Regions from separate parts of the Mus musculus genome. Here region 1 is linked to region 2. A link is a contact called in public Hi-C data. All regions are on one chromosome and are shown on one strand. Each heading gives the region's core, a stretch centred on a gene start, on an enhancer-like site or on the middle of the called end of the contact. The rest is flanking DNA. Distances are from core to core; before and after follow the strand shown. Region 1 overlaps Chd2 (chromodomain helicase DNA binding protein 2). Region 2 has its middle 210 kb from the start of Gm39035.

Region 1 (3,307 bases), core at 732-3,231, 910 kb before region 2:
GGACAGATGGATTTTATCATTGAATGGCTCTTCTCAGTGTATGGATACTGGGTTGGGCCTTGGGTTTTACTCACTTTCAGTATAGCTTGCCAGTATTGTTAAGGTATCCAAAGCCTTTCTAGATAGAGACAGGAACATTGACTTGAACATATGTATGTAAGAGTCCAGGCTCATTCTGAGTTGATGAAAAGTCTTGTTTGGACTTCTGCAGGGTTTGACTCCCTGGACACTCTGAGTGGGGTGGTCATCCAGGCAGTACTATTAATGACCTCCCCAGGGCAGGCATGAGTTGTGTCCTGAGTGGAACATCTGGCCATGCATGGTTGTGATGGGCCATTGCTTTCGCTGCTTTAGAGCACCACAGACCTGACTGCTGCCGAGTCGGTCCCTGCAGCTAATGCTCGAAGACCTTCTGGGCTCCTCGTGGCACTAGGCCCTTCACCTTGACTGTGTGCATGCATGACCTGCAATAGAGCCCACCAACCACATAGAAGTCCCCTGGCTAGAGTCTGATGCCTGGTGGCTTACCGGACTTCTCAGTCAATTCTGAAAGGTATATTTTGGGCACACAGTGAAAAGTGAGCCATAGATGGAGCTTCTTGCTGATCACATTGACACTGTCTGTGTTTGATTTGCTGAGCTCTTGGATGTTGGGAGTGTAGCAGGCACAGGAGGTACCTCTGCAGAAGGAAGGCGGAGGGTGGAGGCCTTGCCTTTCCATATTCACCTAGGTCTTGTCTTTCAACTTGTTGGTAGAAGTTACAAATTATTCTCAAAACTGTCTGTCTCATCATGAGGAAAAAGGAACTTTCTTTTGTTCCTATTCAGGACTTGAGGTATAGTGCCATAAAATGTAGCAAAAACCCTATCGGCCAGATCAGTGTTACATTGATTCTAAGATTACAGTATGTCCCATCAAACATCTGCTGTAGGTGAGGGAGTGGATTTGAAGAGGGGTTGAAAGAAAGGAAGCATTCCTCTTGCTTTAAACTAGTATGTGCATCAGATGCTTACAGCAGAAGTTTGCACAGGTAAGAGAAGCTGCCAGTGACGTTCTGTGGGGCCTGGCTTTGGGCAGCTGCTCATCATTGAGGAAGTGGCAGGACTTGGAGGAAGTTATGTGTGAATGTTGTCAAGTCCTGAAGTCCTATGATGCACTGTGGCCCTAGAAAACGAAGATGAAGCCTCCACTGACCACTGTGTCCTCTCTGACTTGGCCAGCCTGATGGTCCTTCCTTCTACTCTGTGTAGTCATTCCTAAGCCCCACAGAGGGAGCGCCAACATTTCTCACTGTGCTGCTGAGGTTCTGACCTGGTGTGTCTGACATTGCATCAGGCTTTGCAGAACAAATGTGATTCACTTAAACGTTCACACACAGCAACACTGAAATCCTACAGACCAAACAAACCCACTTGTCAGCAGGAGCCGTGGTCCAGCCCAGCACCTGTGCTCTCGTAGCCGAGGCCAGCCGTGTTGGGAAGAGAGCCATGCCAAGGGTCCAGGCTGCTGTAGTCCACCTGTGCCCTACTCATTTGGGGACAGGTGGTTTTTCTTGTAAACTTGTGGACTTTTGAAACCTGTTGACTAAACAGTAATTAATTTATATTTGTGAAAAATGCCACTGTCCTGGTGATTTCTGATGTAAATAATGTTGTTTATATAGTATGTATTAAATTTTCCTACATTGTAAAACTGCTGTACTTTTTTGATTCTTGTATATTAAAAAGTGTTACTAAGGATTTTTAGAATTGGGCTAACCAGTTACATTACATTCTGGTGTGAGGCACACGCCACAGTCTCCCTCCCTGGCTGGCTGCAAGCTGTGTGTCCATGCTTGTTTACATCTTCGACAATGGAAGCTTTTTAAGTTGCATTTTTGTTATTGGTTCTAAATAGTTTTCTGTCCCTGAACAGCCACAAACCACAGCTGCGTACTTCAGGGAATGGCATGGAGCCATTAAAACTGAGTCATGAGAGGTTGCCCTCATCTTTCACAGTGGTCATGGGGAGCCTGCTTCAAACATCCACCTCTGTCCAGAGAGAAGTAAGACATCAGGCCTACAGCCTACAGCTTTAGTGCAGTTAATCAGTTGGGTTATATACTCTTCTCTTCTTTTCTCTCCCCTCCCCTCCCCTCCCCTCCCCTCCCCTCCCCTCCCCTCCCCTCCCCTCCCCTCCCCTCCCCTCCCCAACTTCCTAACTTCCTAACTTCCTTCATGATTTATTCTCCTTTTATGGGCACTGGTGTTTTGCCTGCATGTATGTTTGTGTGAGGGTGTCAGATCTTGGAATTACAAACAGTTGTGAGCTGCTGTATGGGTGTTGAGAATTGAAACTGGTTCCTCTGGAAGAGAAGTCACTACTCTCAACCACTGAGCCATCTCTCCAGCCCTGGGTTATATATTCTTGAATGCGGAAAAACACTTTTCTTTTTTTAAAAATTTTCTTCTATTTTTTAAAAAAAGATTTATTTATTTATTATATGTAAGTACACTGTACACTGTAGCTGTCTTCAAACACTCCAGAAGAGGGAGTCAGATCTCATTATGGATGGTTGTGAGCCACCATGTGATTGCTGGGATTTGAACTCGGGACTTTTGGAAGAGCAGTTGGGTGCTCTTACCCACTGAGCCATCTCACCAGCCCCGAAAAACGCTTTTCTTATGGAAACAGTGACACAAATGTTCACTTGCAGTTTGGCACAGCGGCAGGCTTAGCTCCAACATGGCCCAGATAGAGGAAAGGTGACCTGGCCTATGTGTCGAAATTGTCCTAGGATGGAGTTTAGGAGAATCTTGCCCAAGCCCAGGGTTTTTAAAACTTGCACATAAGTGTCTTTGAAACAAAACTCAAACCTTTATGGTTCTCTCAATTCTTAGTGCCAAACACACCCATGTGTCCACTCAGCAGGGAGAGGGCGGCCGCTGGGACTCCACCTTGCTAGTTGTCCAGGACCCTTAGGTGCAAGGCCTGGCCTGGCAGGAGGCTGCTGGGTCTATAACGCTTGCGCCTGAGTGGAGAAGTGTGGAGGACAGGTCCTGTGAAGAAACCTGGTGATCCCCCTGCTTCAGGACGCAGCTAGAACAGCTCTGGGAACCTTTTAGGAACAAGTGCTGTGACAATCTAAGTGCTAGTTAGCTGGCTTCGAAGCCCACTGCTGCCAAGATGCCCACCTTCTGGAAGCTGCAGGCCCTTGCCTCCCAGCCCTCCCTAGCAGGGACTCAATGTTTGGTGATCACCACAAACCCTGCTCAATTAGTGCCAACAGAAAGGTCATGTACAAAAACTAAGGATCAGCTGTGTGTC
Region 2 (3,114 bases), core at 445-2,944:
TGGAGGAGCTAGAGAAAGTAGCCAAGGAGCTAAAGGGATCTGCAACCCTATAGGTGGAACAACATTATGAACTAACCAGTACCCCGGAGCTCTTGACTCTAGCTGCATATATATCAAAAGATGGCCTAGTCGGCCATCACTGGAAAGAGAGGCCCATTGGACTTGCAAACTTTATATGCCCCAGTACAGGGGAACACCAGGGCCAAATAGGGGGAGTGGGTGGGCAGGGAAGTGGGGGTGGGTGGGTATGGGGGACTTTTGGTATAGCATTGGAAATGTAAATGAGTTAAATACCTAATAAAAAATGGAAAAAAAATAGTGGAAATAATTTACATTTTGGAATCATTCAAGTTGGTACACGAGGGACAAGAGCAGCGAGCCTTCATAGATTTCTACAAAGTGAGACCTTGAGAAACAATAACAAACAAAATTTAAGGGGAAGATTCAGTTCCTTGGGGTTTTTAAAAAATATTTTTATTAGGTATTTTCCTCATTTACATTTCCGATGCTATCCCAAAAGTCCCCCATACCCCCCCCATTCCCCTACCCACCCATTCCCACTTTTTGGCCCTGGTGTTCCCCTGTACTGGGGCATATAAAGTTTGCGTGTCCAATGGGCCTCTCTTTCCAGTGATGGCCCACTAGGCCATCTTTTGATACATATGCAGCTAGAGTCAAGAGCTCCGGGGTACTGGTTAGTTCATAATGTTGTTCCACCTATAGGGTTGCAGATCCCTTTAGCTCCTTGGGTACTTTCTCTAGCTCCTCCATTGGGGGCCCTGTGATCCATCCAATAGCTGACTGTGAGCATCTACTTCTGTGTTTGCTAGGCCCCGGCATAGTCTCACAAGAGACAGCTATATCTGGGTCCTTTCAGCAAAATCTTGCTAGTGTATGCAATGGTGTCAGCGTTTGGAAGCTGATTATGGGATGGAACCCTGGATATGGCAGTCTCTGGATGGTCCATACTTTTGTCACAGCTCCAAACATTGTCTCTGTAACTCCTTCCATGGGTGTTTTGTTCCCAATTCTAAGAAGGGGCAAAGTGTCTACACTTTGGTCTTCGTTCTTCTTGAGTTTCATGCATTTAGCAAAAGAAACTAAAGTCACCTAGCTGAGCATACCAGCTGCACTGGGGGAAGGTATATGTTCTGACCAGCTTTCTCAGGTGCTGTGGGAGGTGCAGTGGGGCCTCAAGGCATTGCTGGCCTCTGAAAAACACCAGTTCCCTTGGGATAGTTTCCACTGTGAGGCTACCCTTCTTGTGGAAAGCCTGTTATTACTTCCTAGGTCCTGAGGCTTCTTAAAGTTATATACATATATATCCCATATATCATATATATATATATATAGCATAGTCACATATATATTGAATTTTATATAAATCCGCATTTAAATATTTAAATCATATCACGTAGATTATATGTATAGGTATAGATTCGCATGTTCATCTGTTAGCAAAGCAGCTACATAGGAATCTGTAAATTCATAAATATCAGCAACAGTTAGTTTTGTAATTGAGGGATTTTTCATTACTTTGTTTTAAAAGGAATAATGCTTTGCAAATATTTAATCTTGGTTATTGCTTTATAGAAGATCGATTTATGAAAGTGAAAGGTCAGAATGTACAGAGAGAGTGGTGTTGCACAAGACCAGGCTCTTGCCAGGGCTGGAAGAGCAGGCTGGGCTTCCATGCACTAGAAGACAGTAAGCCAGTAAGCCAGGCTGGACAGACTGCTGTATGCCCAGAGAGGGAGACGTAGACAGACACATTAAAAGTGTCATAGGGCCCTAGCTTCAACTTTTTCAGCAACCCAGCTACATTTCCTAATATGGTCACGTTTTACAGCTGTGTGACAACTGACAAAGTTTTTCATTTGTGAAAGGAACGATACATTACTGAAATAGATACTGAGCAATTTACCGTGAATTAGCAAATACTGGGAAAATATCCCAAATAAAAGCATGAGTGCTTCTACTAATCTGGTTGTGATTCACAGCAAGTGCTTCGAGGGAGTTTCTGCATGACTAATTCTCTATTCTCTGAAGGAAATGTCCTCAGCAGAAAAGTGTTCCAAGCATTGAAATTCTGATGATGGACACTGACCCCAGGTCACCTTAAAAATGTGCTTTCTGGCTTTTTGGGGGGTGGAGGGGACAGTATTCCTATTCAGTTCTAGACTTTTCCTGTTCACTATCAAGTTCTGGGGGGTTTCAGAGCTTTATCTTTATTTAAAACATATGTCAGAAAAAGCAGGACTAAGAGATGCTTAGGCCAGTGGGCTTTAACCTTGAGGACTGAATGCAGCCTGAACCACTCAGCTGTTTCTGCTGATTGTAAAAAAATCACACCCACCTAATCCTCTTCGATTAGTCCCTCCTACTCCAAAGGGATATGAAATTGTTATTTGGACAATATGTGGGGGCAAGAAGGAGCTAGAGGACAGTGAAGTGGAGACCCCTGTTGAAGTCTTCTTGGGGGCACTGACTGAGAGGTAGCCAGAAACCAGAACCATCCTGGGAGGAGAAAGACACACATCAAAGCCTCCAGGGTCACACCTGCTGAGAAGCCATTCAATTTGTAAGAGGGAAAAGTAATCTAAGCCAGTTGAAATAAGAAAGGAATTTGCCTCTTCAACTAAAAATTCTTAAGATTAAGGCAGTTTCAGAGAGATTTTTTTTTTCAAATTGAGGGCTACAGTCCCAGCTCTTTATGTATCCCTCAATTCTTCTTGCTGTGTTAGCTTTCTTCCAACATCGTACCACTTCAGAAGATGGGGGAGAGTCAACAGGTGTCCCACGGTCACCAGCTATGCTCTAGAGTATCTGACTGTGTCACGTTGAAACTCGTTTCTTACTGTGGGCCTTATTCTTGAAGGAGTTGCTCTGTCCATAACTAAACCACCACACTGTTTATGTAAGAGCAGAAAACTTTGTACAGTCAAAGCAAACATTGCAATTCAAAGCACACAATGGCCTCGAATCTGAGCTGAGGTATTTGAGGTAGCAACAGTTGGCACTGCAGGGTAGGATGGTCTGCAGGACAAAGCATGCAAGTTGTTAGCTCATTATCATTAGTGCAGTGAAGCTGCCTGATGCAACTTGGGTAAGTGA

The links. Hi-C and Micro-C count contacts between places; a contact is called where the count stands out from the background.
Region 1: a contact with region 2 is called in a Hi-C map of embryonic fibroblasts, with 3 times the contacts expected there. The contact joins two enhancer-like sites. A contact is called at or near these places in 4 of 484 Hi-C or Micro-C datasets (the HL-1 cell line, embryonic fibroblasts and uterus) and 3 of 115 datasets of contacts at active chromatin or transcription factors (fibro-adipogenic progenitors, kidney and stem cell-derived neural progenitor cells).

The regions. Positions count from the first base shown.
Region 1 is chr7:73,425,080-73,428,386 of GRCm38.p6, reverse strand. Chd2 (chromodomain helicase DNA binding protein 2) reads left to right here. Exons shown (of 39, transcript NM_001081345.2): 39 at 1-1,735. Among named protein-coding and RNA genes, the nearest start is that of A730056A06Rik, 51 kb to the right of the region's middle. Within about 2 kb of position 1,981, at least 36 of the 459 cell types and tissues checked have an H3K27ac peak or open chromatin away from gene starts, as enhancers often do. A contact at or near this core is called in embryonic fibroblasts, where this site is marked.
Region 2 is chr7:72,518,476-72,521,589 of GRCm38.p6, reverse strand. No RefSeq gene overlaps it. Among named protein-coding and RNA genes, the nearest start is that of Gm39035, 210 kb to the right of the region's middle. Within about 2 kb of position 1,694, at least 79 of the 459 cell types and tissues checked have an H3K27ac peak or open chromatin away from gene starts, as enhancers often do. A contact at or near this core is called in embryonic fibroblasts, where this site is marked.